Linked DNA regions of Mus musculus: region 2 is linked to region 1. A link is a contact called in public Hi-C data. All regions are on one chromosome and are shown on one strand. Each heading gives the region's core, a stretch centred on a gene start, on an enhancer-like site or on the middle of the called end of the contact. The rest is flanking DNA. Distances are from core to core; before and after follow the strand shown.

The links. Hi-C and Micro-C count contacts between places; a contact is called where the count stands out from the background.
Region 2: a Hi-C map of cerebellum shows a contact between it and region 1, with 2.8 times the contacts expected there. The contact joins two enhancer-like sites.

Annotation. Positions count from the first base shown.
Region 1 is chr14:15,354,990-15,362,031 of GRCm38.p6, forward strand. It overlaps Lrrc3b (leucine rich repeat containing 3B), which reads right to left. Exons shown (of 2, transcript NM_146052.4): 2 at 2,526-3,772. The coding sequence starts at 3,615. The coding sequence ends at 2,836. Among named protein-coding and RNA genes, the nearest start is that of Gm31577, 37 kb to the left of the region's middle. Within about 2 kb of position 5,157, at least 9 of the 459 cell types and tissues checked have an H3K27ac peak or open chromatin away from gene starts, as enhancers often do. A contact at or near this core is called in cerebellum, where this site is marked.
Region 2 is chr14:16,088,367-16,095,782 of GRCm38.p6, forward strand. No RefSeq gene overlaps it. Among named protein-coding and RNA genes, the nearest start is that of 1700062C10Rik, 55 kb to the left of the region's middle. Within about 2 kb of position 4,950, at least 4 of the 459 cell types and tissues checked have an H3K27ac peak or open chromatin away from gene starts, as enhancers often do. A contact at or near this core is called in cerebellum, where this site is marked.

The sequences.
Region 1 (7,042 bases), core at 3,907-6,406:
AGTGGGAAATGAGACACAGATATAGGGTCAAGACTTCAGGTTCTCAGGTAGCAACTCTTTCACTCATCACCTCTATACACTGTTGGCCTAGTGGGTGGACATTCGTAAGCTCTAGCAATGAGGTCATTTCCCTTCTGTTCTGTCACAAATTGACATGGTAATCTATTACTTTAGTTGTTTTATTTGATTTTTATTACCTAATAATCCTCTATTCAATTCATGGACACGTAAATTAGTGTTTTTCTTTTTGGAGTACCGACGACACTATAACCTGACAATCTACATAGAGAAATCAAGGAGGGAAGTTCCTGATAACCTGTGGTATCTCTCAATTCTACATGAGGAATTGCAAACCAAATGTGTGGTTATTTAACTCTTTTTCATTACTTCAAGTATAGTATGTGACTCTTCTCACCAAGTCCTCAGAGACCTTTCCTTTATAAGACAATTTATTGGACTAATGGATTGGCCACGAGGAAAATAACATTTCATTACTAAGAGCATGAAGATGATTTTGGAAGGAATGACCTGGAATGGATTATCTTATCCACCTCTGGAAGATTTTCCAAAATGAATGTGACTCATACATGCAGATAAACACAATACTTTTGTTAAATTTTCAAAACTGTTAGAGCTAAACCTTTATTGCCTCTTTCCAGTTAGTACTTACACTGCATTTTAGCATTGTCCTCCAGGCGGCGCTGTCTCCTCAGTATGGGTCTAACTGTCTCCAAACCAAAGGCAATGCAGGCCATCTGACTTTAGTCTCCCTGGATACAGCAGTTCTAGGCCCACATCCCAAGTCTCACATCTGAGAGTTATCTTTGTGTTTTGGCTAGACTTCTTGGGATGGCTAAAGACGGTGTGAGCACACAGTGACCACTGCTCTGAGTGTCTTATTGATTTTTTCAGCAGGCCTTTCAACAGACTATGGTTACAGTCAGCACTCCCGGCCTTCAAGGGGGATGAAACTGAGTTTTAACATCCTGAAGACAGTATCTTGTAGGTTAGATAGGGCCCTGTGCCTCACTTGGGGCACTCTAGCTTCTTTCCTCGAGGGGCCTTATACACAGAAGTTCCCCTCTGGTTTTAAATGGAATTGTCATGTAATTTTCTGTAAACCAATGTGCCAGAGGAACCAGCTACCTTGTATAGTTGAGTCTGTGGCAGAATGGCAGGACATGAATGTCAGAGTGTATGTCATGTGCAGACGTATACAATTTTCAAATCTCTCAAAACTTAATATTTGTGCATATGCTATGCTTTCCAAAATTGCTGGGGTTCTGGGCCTATTATATAGAAGTATCTCATAGAGCTTCCGAAGCATTAACTAAGATAACTTAGAAAACTACTAATGCATAGTAAGTGTTCCATCAGTGGCATGGGATAACAGATTATGACATTCTTCAGTGTGAAGTCACCATAGGGTTGGGACTTGTATCTTACTCTCTACCTTCACTTCCACATCTTTGTCCCTATGCTCCCATGGCTTTGACCCTCCATGCTTACCTGACACATTCATCCTAAAACAAGCAAGCAAGCAAGCAAGCAAGCAAGCAAGCAAGCAAGCAAACAAACAAACAAGGCCATCACTCCCCATTACAGAAGTCAAATGTGCTTCCAGGATCTCTGCCCATAGTTGAGTCAGACTATCTCCTTTGTGTGGCAGATATGCAGGAGCATATAGTAACAAAATTCATTCAATTTCATGTTGGTCATTTTAATCATGTAAACTCTGCATTTGTAAACCAACTTGAAAGGATTATCAATGAAATACCTCTATTTAGAAAAGACCTGGTACACCGGGCATGGTGGTGCACGCCTTTAATCCCAGCACTTGGGAGGCAGAGGCAGGCGAATTTCTGAGTTTGAGGCCAGCCTGGTCTACAGAGTGAGTTCCAGGATAGCCAGGGCTACACAGAGAAACCCTGACTTGAAAAAAACCAAACCAAACCAAACAAAACAAAACAGAAAAGACCTAGTTCAAACTCAAGCTCTAACACCTGGCTGGTGGCTGGACCTCTGTTTTATATGCACGGCCAGTGTTCACTTTTTCCTCTGGTGGTGAGAGGTATGGACAGTAGCAGTATCCGGATACCCACACAGAGCGTCCGCTGAGGGCGTGCTTGCCTCCTTCCCAAGCCTAACTCTTCCTGGATTCACCACACACTCCTGCCCACCAAAAGGCCAGCAGGAGGATAAGATTCATGGCATTGTTTACTTTCCCATTTCATCCATCACAGAGTAGAAGCATGTCTGACCTACCCGTTTAGAAAAGTAGATGCTTGCCAGCAGACATTCTAATACACTCAAGTCCTCGAGAAATACATCTGTATAAACATCTTGGCTAGCTAAATCTGGCAGATTCTTAACTGATCAACAATTTAGCTCTGGCTCCCCAGACTGCAATGAGGCCGAATGACACATCATCTTTTAATGAGATAGTCTTACCGTCACAGGGCTGTCTGTTTTACTTCGGTGCAAGTGCACTGACTATATTGTGTCTTAACCAATAAGGCACACTGTTTTCCATGGTTCAAAGTTAAGCTTTTATTCAGTTTTAAATTAAAAAAATAAATTTCATTATTAAATAGTGAGATGGGTCTAACTAATGTTCAGAGAGTTTGTTACTCAGGAACCAGAGGTCACAATTAATGGGGGGGGGGGAGATCACCTAAACTAAAATTATTAGTGTTGTTTGTGTAAAGTTCAACAGTGGCATGATTCCAAAGAAACTAAAATACAAAGTTTTAAATGTGTACAATGAAGGGGGAAATGAATCACTTATTTTCCTACAAACAGAAGCTCCCTTCCCAGTGCCAGCCAGCATGGCTACTATACCACAGTGCTAATGTCATCAGGCTCATCTGCCTTCTTTTGCCTGCTTGGCAGGGATTTCAAGTATTCAAGGTGTCTCCGGGCATCCTCCTGATTCTGCCTCACGTAGTACACCACATAAGAGATCACCATGGTGAACCAGCCAAACATAGTGACGAGCATGGCATAGTCAGTAGTCTTTTTAGGGAGGTTACACAGGTCAGCGTCATTGGCAGCATTGAGGAAAGGTCTCCCAGCGTGCTCATCCAACACTGATGTCTTGCAAATCACATTGTGTGCTGTCTCATGATTGGATGCCATGCTCCTGAGAACTTGCTGGAGAGTACAGTCACAATGCCATGGGTTGTTAGCAATCCTAGCCCTAGCCTTCAGATTATTGAAGGCATTTTTGTGCACACTTTGAATCCTGTTGTCAGACAAGTCCAGGGTCTGCAGGGTTTCTGCTACTCCTTTGAATGCATGCTCGTCAATAAACTCGATGCCGTTTTTGGACAGGTTAAGCACTCTCAGTTGATGGAGGTCCTTAAAAATCTCATTGGGGATGGATGTGATCTGATTGGAGTCCAAATACAGCAAAACTGTTTCAGGAGGGAGATCTCTGGGTATTTCCTTGAGATTTGCATTGCTACAGGTGACATTTAACCCTCCAGAGGAAGAGCAAAGGCAGCCCTTGGGACACATACTGGCAGAATGAAAACACAGTATCATCAGTACAAAGCTTTGGAGGAGGAGACACATGGAGAGGGAGCGGGACAGCCACAGGTCGACCAGATTCATCCTGCAACCTCTGCATAATCACGAGTCCATTCCTCATTCACTCCAAGGGTTGCATGTGTTCTGCCCCTGACCACACTCTGGATTTCCTTCCTGGGTGGTTCAAAAGGATGCAGCTAGCACACAGCCTTCTTCATTATTCCTGTCCTTGATTGGGAACCTAAAGGAAAGGAAAGCAGATGCAATTAGCTTTTCTGTGAGGAGACATGCATGGCAATTAAAAAGTGCCCTCAGGAGTCCACCTAAAGTAGGGGCAAGAAGGTGAGGTAGGCAGGTAATTTCCATCAAGGCCACTGGGAATTTCCTGTGTAATGGGAATCTCCAACTGAAAGTCCCAAGGCTGGGGAGAGGATTCAACAGAGGCCAACATTTCCACATCCCGTTACCTGGTTTTCAGCCAGGGCAGAATTAGAACAAACTTCTACCATCTCTTGTACTCCTCTCCTGGACCCTTCTAAGGCAATACAATTTAACTGTGCCTTTTATGCTTCCTACAGTACCAGAGGCATTATTCAAGCCAGTCCTTCACGTGGGCAGAAAGAACCTATATTTCAAGGATAATGATCACAGACAGAAATGTCTGTCGTGGGCTTTCAGAAGATATTCAATGCAGAATATTGTCTCTAAAGAAACATCTGACTTAAGAATTGGGCCGTGCCTCAGAGCTTCCCTGCACAATATTGCCTGAGGCAAACGAACAAAAGCCTTTACAGGAATTGCTTACTTTCCAGGCTCCTAAGACTATACTGTGCCTGGGAGGATGCTCACAGTGTATCCTAAAGGATTCTCTGTCTGTTTCCTAAACAACACATCTTCAGCTCAATTCAAACAGGGCACATGGCTTTAAGGCTTTTTATATAACAGAAGATAATTAAGAAATACTGGCTTCTAGGACATCCATAATAGGATATTTATTCTTTTGCAGATGCACACACACACACACACACACACACACACACACACACACACACATGCATGCACAGGCAAATGCACACACATACGTATGTGTGTACACGTATGTGTCATATATGTTTATATATATAGTATTATATACTGTGTGTAATTAACACACATATGTTTATACATAGTATAAACACACATATGCACACACACATGCACACACACAGACACACACATTTTATTGTTAGTAACAGCCATGGAAATTACTCAATAGATGATTTTCTTTCATACATGTATTATATATTTTATATGTATACACACATACATATACACACACACTGTTGGTTTTGAAAAGAGGTGTGGAAATTGCAAAATTAAGTGGTACTAGCCGATTTATACAGTTTCCTCAACAGCAGAGAGCAGAGGAGAGAATAAAAGCCAGCATATAGAACTACCCTATGATAGTAGTTTACAGAGGGGTGAATGGATCTTAGAGAGACTATGTGAATTGTCTAAGGTTACATAGCCTGTAGGAGTAAAGCCAGAAATCCTGCCTGGACCTTTGCTCTGACTCATCCATCTCACCTCCTTTCCACAGCCCCCACAGCTTCCTCCACTCCCATCTGCTCTAGGAGTGCAGGCAGGCTGCACAGAACACCGCCTTTGAACTTCTCAACACTATTATGTTGGAACTAGAACCTCTATGCTCTGGGTCTTGCTCTTTGTTAAAAACCTCACTGAGCTCAACTGAGGGGCCCCTGAATGGTGAAGAAGCCACATTTGACTTCAGACGTTTCCTTTCAGGATATTGGGAACAACACTCTCAGCAGAGCGCAGCAAATAGCTTCTTAAGTGAGCAACAAATGACTGTGTGAACATATCTTTTATAAAGATCCCAGATGGATAAATTCATAGAGAAATGACTCCAAATGTTTCCAAACTCCCAGAAAAGATGATTAATGTGATCTGGAAACATAATGAACTGAGTTGTTAATCCTGGGGAGACTCGCTTAACAGCAGAAGAGTGGTGTGGATGTGCTTTTGGAGTCCTGCATGCTTACAGTGTCAGAAAGCAAGAAGGGAGGAGCCCAGACACACTGGGCAATGAGCACGTTCATGCTTTCCTTGAATCCACCAAACACCAGAACACATAAAGCAAGGCTACTCAGATGCACCGATCCCTCTGTCAATAGCTGGTTTCATTTGTGGTCACCCATCCTTGCCTCCCTCCCATATACACCTTTGAAACTACACTGTGACATTTGTTAGTCTCTAATATCTATCTGTATGGGAGAGAAACCAAAAGAGCAGGGAAAGGAGGGGCGTGCAGACAAACAGAAGGGGACGCAGAATTACAGACTAGGGATGACAGGAGGGGAAAAGATAAGAGAGTTTGTTTGGTGAAACTAGAGGAAGTCCACATCAACCAAGTGACTTCCTTCAACTCTGTCTCAGACACAGATTAACTGAAAGGTGGCAAACTTTGCAGCGCCTTCTTGCATTTTTCTTAATTTGATTGCTTTCTGAATATATGTGTTCCCTAATTCAGAGTATAAGTTTCTTGAGAATATGAAGTTTGCTTTCTTATGTGGGAACAACAATAAATAGTGTACAAGCACTGTGAGGTCCAGCTTTAGTCTTTGTTAGCATTATTGGACCCCTTTAAATATCATTCTTTGTTATTGATTCAATATTACAAAGTCACTTAATTATGAAGTTGATTTGAGAATTATATGAGGTAATCGATCAGCAGTAAGAGTGCAGTACTTGCCAGTTATAGTTATTATCACCCTTCTTGGATGTGTGCCCATTATCTACATGGTGACTGGCACATGGGAAGATATAAATACTGTCACTGACTGAAGCAAGGTGATTTTTAACTAAAAAACCAGCTCATTAAATATCTATTGGTTCTACATGCTAATGTGGCAATCCTTGGAAACACTGTGAGTATTGGCACCTAAGGAGATGGAAGAATGGATCTTTCCTCAGTAGACTCCTCTAGACTTGGTTATGGTTTCTCTAGAATTACCATTCCAATATTGATGGTCACACATAAGAAACAAATCTGAAACACACTGAACACACTGACGTTTCAGCAGAAGTTTGCCGTCCATCTTGAGATCAGATCCTTTGTCTCCTAATGATCTATCCATGGATGGAACATCTGCTAGGTAATTAACACAGAACATCTCTTTCTTTCAGAGATGTTGGCTCCAAATAAGTGTCTCATTTTCTAACTGTGATATTTAAAAACTGAAGAACAAAGCTACTTGAGGTTGTCTAAACGGCTCAGCTACTGCGACTTGGTTTACTAACCCCATCTGGGATAGAGTGACAAGAGATTCAGGATGTGGAGAGCTGCCATAGCCTGAAAATTTAAGAACTGATGACTCATGTGTTGAAATCTAATACTAACACAAGGGTAACATAAACAGGTCTGTAGAAAAGTGATCTCTCATGTGTAGCATTAACACCCCTGTAAGCATGACTAGAGAAATTCTTGTCTCTGCATTCCATGAGGACACAT
Region 2 (7,416 bases), core at 3,700-6,199, 730 kb after region 1:
TGAGAAATACTGAATGGCTGAGGAGCACCTGAAAAAATGTTCAATATCCTTAATCATCAGGGAAATGCAAATCAAAACAACCCTGAAATTTCACCTCACACCAGTCAGAATGGCTAAGATTAAAAATTCAGGTAACATCAGATGCTGGTGAGGATGTGGAGAAAGAGGAACAATCCTCCATTGTTGGTGGGATTGCAAGCTTGTACAACCACTATGGAAATCAGTCTGGTAGTTCCTCAGAAATTTGGACGTAGTACTACTGGAAGATCCAGCAATTTCTCTCCTGGGAAAGAGAAGATGTTCCAACTTGTAATAAGGACACATGTTCCAATATTTTCATAGCAGCCTCATTTATAATAGTCAGAAGCTGGAAAAGAACCCAGATGTCCCTCAACAGAGGAATGGATACAGAAAAGGTGGTACATTTACACAATGGAGTATTACTCAGCAATTAAAAACAATGAATTCATGAAATTCTTAGCCAAATGGATGGATGTGAAGGATATCATCTTGAGTGAGGTAATCACAAAAGAACACACATGATATGTACTCACTGATAAGTGGATATGTATTCACTGATAAGTGGATATTAGCCCAGAAACTTAGAATATCCAAGGTACAATTTGCAAAACACATGAAACTCAAGAAGAAGGGAGAACAAAGTGTGGATACTTCATTTTTTCTTAGAATGTGGATCATAATACCCATTGAAGGAGTTACAGAGACAAAGTGTGGAGCTGAGACAGAAGGAAGGACCATCCAGAGTCTGCCCCACCCTGGGATCCTTCCCATATAGAGCCACCAAAACCAGACACTATTGCATATGCCAGCAAGATTTTGCTGACAGGATCCTGATATAGCTATCTCTTGTGAGGTTATGCCAGTGCCTGGCAAATATAGATGTGGATGCTCACAGTCATCTATTGGATGGAAAACAGGGCCCCTAATGAATGAGCTAGAGAATGTACCCAAGGAGTTAAATGGGTCTCCAATCCTATAGGAGGAACAACAATATGAACTAGGCAGTAGCCCCCAGATCTGTGTCTCTTGTTGCATATGTAGCAGAAGATGGCTTAGTCAGCCATCAGTGTGAGGAGAAACCCTTGGCCTTGTGAATATCATATTATATAGGGGAATGCTAGGGCCAGGAAGCAGGAGTGGGTGGGTTGGGGAGCAGGGTGGGGGGAGGGTATAGGGGGCTTTACTGATACCATTTGAAATGTAAATTAAGAAAATATCTAATAAAAAAAGTTAAAAGAAAAAAAGAGATATGAACAAAAATGCTTCCATCTACACTATTCAAATTGGGCCAAGAAGTAAAGAATGGCACTCCTAAACAATGAGACTGTTCCAAAATAGAGAGCTACAGAGAAATGAGAATGTATTAGCCATGATAGCAAGTGATATAGATGGAGTCCCAAACCACTGTTGGCAGTTAAAACATCAGGCACAGAAGAAGACATGAGGCTTGGCTCTACACTCCTGGTGATGACTTAATGACCACCATAGGATTATATATTTGAATGTTTGGTCTGCTATTGGTGGCACTGTTTGGAAGGTTTAGATGCCTTGTTAGAGGAGGTATGACCTTGTTGTAGGACATATGTTATTACATGTATACTTTAAAGTTTCAAAACCCCCATGCCATTCCCAGTTAGTTTCCCTCTCCCTCTCCCTCTCCCTCTCCCTCTCCCTCTCCCTCTCCCTCTCCCTCTCCCTCTCCCTCTCCCTCTCCCTCTCCCTCTCCCTCTCCCTCTCCCTCTCCCTCTCCCTCTCCCTCTCCCTCTCCCTCTCCCTCTCCCTCTCTCTCTCCCTCTCCCTCTCTCCTTCCCTTCCTCCCTCCTCCTCTCCCAGTCTGTCTTTCTTTTTCTGTGTGTTCTTTCTGTTTGATTTATGTCATGATCCCTGCTGTGATGTTCAAAGTCTCATCTTCTGAAACTGTATGCAAACCCTGAAATTAAATGCTGATTAGTTTCCTTCCTCAATGTGTTTGTTCACATCAATAGAAAAGTAACTAATACAGAAACTGGAAGCCATTGTGATTCAAACAAGCACACTCCACACTCAAAGACAGGCTGAACTGTGGTACAAACACGTATCCAGCCTTGAAACCTGGGATCAGAAAAGATATAAGCATATATGTGAGTAGAAAAAATGGAGAAGAGTTTATTAAAACTGTCTTCAAATAAAGAGAAATTTTGGCCAGGGCTGTACACACTAAATAGAGCAAGTTTAGTTACCAGGAGACTTACAAATGAACAGAGACAAAACAGTAAAAAATGGAGGAGAGGAGGAGGGAGGCAGTAGGAATCAAGGTAATAGAAAGAGAACAGGAGTGAAGAGAAGAGAGGAAATGGGGGGAGGAAGTAAGCACTGGAGAAAGGAGGAAGGAAGGGCACAGGAAAGGGAGGCAAGTGCCCCAAGACTGGAATTCCCTAGAGGGAGAAGATCCACTAAACAGGGAGGAGGAGAAACTTATCATCGGCAGCCTTATGCTGGCTAGTTTATGTAACCTGCACATAACTCTTGATTAACACTTGAAGGAACTAAAGGGATAGGTGTTCTGCCTCTCTCATATCCAGGATATTTTAATAAGAAAAAATATAGCTATAAAATAAGCACTTCCTAGATTCAGATGTGAACTCTTTCATCTAGAAAGACCAAAGATGAAAAGGCACATGACAGCCTTCAGTCCACTGAAATCTGGAGATCCTGCAGGGAAGACAATGTAACCGAGACCCTGCACTGTAGACATGCCCTGCATTTGTCTCTGGGATTCTGCAGCTTCAAGACTTGACCTGTCCTCATTCTCTACAGATCATGGCTCTACCCTCTGCAAAAACTAAATTTTCCATACATATCTTTGTCACATCTGAACAGGGATTAAAACATATTCTTTCTGTGGAGTGATGGTCTTTTGCCAATCCAAAAGATTTACGCTGCTAAAAGAGTCTATCTTTGCAGCATGATTTAGTCTCCATTGACTAATACAAAAGCTTCCAATAACAGACTCAAACAGCACAAAGATGTATTTTGTCTCCAGAGTACAGACCAAAATCAGACTGTTTAGAGATGATTGTGCCTGTATAGCCAATGTGAACAAGAAGCAGCACTTCTTGGTTCTGTGGTTCAGTTCCTACCTCCTCACACCTGACTTGGGTTCCTGCTGTGACTCCCTCAGTGAGAGTGACCTGAGAACTGTAAGAAGAATATACTTATTCCTCCCCAAGTTATTTATGGTCATGATGCTTAATCATAGTCATAGAAACCGTAACTAAGATAGGAGTCCACCCTGGGTTCCAGAAACAGTCTGGACATGAAGAAAGTCCTGACTAACCCTCACAGCCAATACAAAGGAATAAAGAATTCAACCCAAGGAGACTTAGAACTTGAATACAGTTGCCACACTTAGTTTAGCTGAACTTTTATTACAGAAGTTGTAGAACTGGACTCACCCTTAAGTTTAGTCCCAGTTGAATAACAGGCCCTCCCCTCAGAAACCCTAATCACTGGCATAGGTCATTCCTAAGAAGCAAGAAACCATGGCAGTTCCTTTCAGGTGAGGGTGATTCCTGCCCAGAGGCTGAACCATGAGCCAGCATCACGGAAAGCTCTCAGGATCAGGGAGGATTTGAACAGCACTCAGCACCATCCTCAGAGTAGACAGACACAGACTCAGATAATTTACGGCCTTTGAGGAAAATCCTGGAGATGCAGTTCTGTTCTAGAGTTCTTGCCTGCCATCCACAAGGCTGTGGACTCATTCTCAGATGGGAAAAAAAGGCCTGATTTTGGTTCTGAATACCCATATAAGGCATCTCACAACCACCTATAATTCTAGTTCCAAGAGATCTCACATCTTCTGGATTAACATACACACACACACACACACACACACACACACACACACACACACAGCACACAGCACACGGCACACACACAAATCAAATAATAAAGATGAAATATTTAAAGGGAAAGGATGCCACCTTAGATTCAGGTGTGCATTTGTTATTGCTACTTTAGTAATTACACTAAGTTGTTGACTTGTAGACTGATGCTGTATGATGAACATTTCTTCAACAAAGATATCATGAATGGTTAGCATAAAATCCCTATCCATTCCTCTGTTTCAAATTCAGCCAGCTGGTATGTTCAGCCTCTGCCCAGGTTAACCTGCTACAACCCTATAGCCCATAGCTATCCCTTTGGAGCATTTGCTAGTGCCTGGAGGCAGCTGTGGAAGAGTAGAGGTTACTCTCATGGTAGATAGAACTCAGAGATGCCATTTACATCCTAACATACTGTCACATACCACCATAAAGAGCCAGCTACTCACAAGTCATCAGTTTCTCTGCCAATAAGGCCTGTATTATAGCTTGCCCTATACGTCTAAGAAACGGACATCCCAAATTATGACACAAAAAGATTTGAAAAGGGTCATTCTTGCCACTAAAAGAGAGGAGTAAATGTTTTTTGGCAGAGAGCTCAGGAAAATGAAAGGACAGGTTGGCACCTGCCTCTGTTCCTCCAGCCCCCTCATCCTCCCACTCTCCTCCCATATGTTCCCATAGGTTCTATGAGTCCTGTGCGAGAGAAGATCACAGAAACCAGATGGTCATGCTGTCTGTCCACTCCTTTCTGGACTTGTTGACGCCACACAAATAATCCTCATTACCATGACTATTTCCAGGCTGGGCACAGTTATCACCCAGTAGGGCAAAGAATCCTTACTGGGGGAAAAAAGAAAAACAAGCATTTGAAAAAAATCCCTAGTCTCTACGTCCTTACCAGTGAGTGCTTGGATTTCATGTCAGGGAACCTGGGCTTGGCCTGTGGGGAAGCAGAAGCAAATCTCATCGTCAGAATAAGTAGGTCAGTTTACAGCTTCTTCTTGGAAAGCTTTCTGCTTCTCTTCTCTCCCTGCTGAGCCTTCAGCCTATCTGTGCCAACAATTTGAGTCTCAAATAACTGGCTCTCTCAGCCTCCACCTCAGAGTCCTAAGGCCCCTAAGATTGGACATGCTGCCTCTCACCTTGTGTGCAGCAATATGGTCCTTCTTCTTTGTTTGGGTCATTCCCACAGTGTTCTGCCCTAGACCACCTGGTAGAGTGTGAAATTCTAGCTATGCATGCTGACACTTTGGGCTTCATCCACCAGCTCCACCAGAAAATGCTTTGGAGTCTAGCTGAGCTGGAATTCTATTGGATTCTATGCTGAGCATCACATAGTGACTAAAAGCATTTTTTTCAGCCTCTGCTAGTAGAAAGGACATGAGTCTTGAGGTTTCAAAAACATTAAAAAAAATTTAGTCCAAAGTATCATCTGTGAGAGAAAGAGGAGGAGGATGACTGGAGGAGGAGGAGGAGGAGGAGGAAGAGGGGGAGGAGGAGGAAGGGGAAGGGGAAGGGGAAGGGGAAGAAGAAGAAGAAGAAGAAGAAGAAGAAGAAGAAGAAGAAGAAGAAGAAGAAGAAGAAGAAGAAGAAGAAGAAGAAGAAGAAGAAGAAGAGAAGAATATATCAAGAGTCATTTCAACCATTCCTCCAGAACATGGTGCCCAGACTTCAAGTACAAATACAGTATAAATTAATAGACAACTGTAGAAGTTCTCAGAGCACCTCTGATGTGGAAGTTTCTGGTTATGTCATGTTATACAGAATCATTTGGTGTTTCTCTGATGCAGACTAGCCTGATGTTTTGCTGAGGCAAGACCTGTGGGAGAACACATGATGTTTAGACAGAGTATAAATAGGACTCAATGGACAGTGATGGTGCGCTTGCATATCTAGTCTTGCAATACTTCATTGGTCTTACAACTTCATTGATCTTCACTTCACTGGAAGAGGCATGACAGAGAACTTCTCCTTGTGTCCTAGCTGATTCTAGTCACTCCTGCTGACTTGTGCTGATTCAGTTGAGGCCTGGCTCTTTCTGCTAGATCATGCCACTGCTGCTGATCCATGTTTGGTATCCTGATACTACTAAACTGGACTGCTACTATCCTGACAATGGAGATTGGAATTGCCCCAAAGAAATACTTCTAAACAGGTCTACATTCCATTGTTCTATTTACCATCTTTTCTCCCCTAGCTTTGAACTGTGGCCTAGAAGTGGGGAAATGAAGCATTTGAGAACCCTTATTAAAAGTAGGCTTTGAAACTTCCAATCCCACACACCTCTACCATTAAACACCAGCTCAAACAAAAGACAAAGCTTATTCTTATTCTTACATACTTTAAGGCACAGCAGAATGTGGGAGCTTAATAAACTTTTTCTTTCACTTATTTTCTATAGATGCCCCCAGACAACTTTCAAAATGCTTGCTATTCACTGGTTAGTGCTCGGTGACTCGTGGCCTGACCTGGCCTCCTAAGAGGAGCTCGTGCTTCATCATGTGGGTACTCCATGCTTTATATAAACTAGCTTCTGCTTCGATGCATTGTATTAAGAAGATTACAAATCATGTGTGGCTTACAACCTCAATAGGAAAAGCTTACCTTTACTCTATACTGTGACTTTGGAAGGTGGTGTCTTCATTACTACCTCTCTGGTGAACATCATAAACCTTACAATTCAATCCTCTCTACTCAGTGCTTTACACATCGAAGATGCTTATAAATCATTGCTGAATAGGCCCTTGCCTCAGTACAGACAACCCTCTCTCAGAATCACGAATACGACTTAGCAAAGCATATCTTTGTAGAACACACAAATTCTTTCCACTGAGACAAACAATGGACAATTGACACTGATGGTGAAAATCTCAACACCAACCAACAAACTCTGGGAACATGGTTTGTCTGGACTTACTGTAATGTAACTACTACTCTGAGTTGGATGAATGCATTGTGAGTGTCTTATTAGGACAAAGAAAATTAAAGAACTCATAATAACATATAGATCTTTCAGAGATGATCTGTGAGACAATGAGGTTTTATAGTTTCTATTTTACTGTATGTATTGTTGTTGCTTATTGTAGCAAAGGCTTCCAAAGGACTTTCTTGGTCAGGATTCAGTATTCTATTGCTATAAAGAGACACCATGGCCAAGGCAACTCTTGTAAGAGAAAGCATTTAACTGGGGGCTGGCTTACACTTCCAGAGGTTTAGTTTTATTATCATCATGGCAGGGAGCACGGTGTTGTGCAGGTAGGCATGGTGTTGGAAAAGTAGTTGAGAGACACATAGTGAGCTGCAGGCAGTGGGAGAGAGAGAGAGAGAGAGAGAGAGAGAGAGAGAGAGAGAGATCTGGTGACACACTTCCTCCTGGTGACTACGTTTTTGAATGTGTAGGTTTATGGAGACCATTTTTCCTCAGACCATTGCAAAGACATAGGTTATTTCTCAGACCTAGAGGATAAGGAAGTGGTTCAGAACTAGCAACAATGCAGCAGGGAACCTCTAAAGAAGATGCTGATCA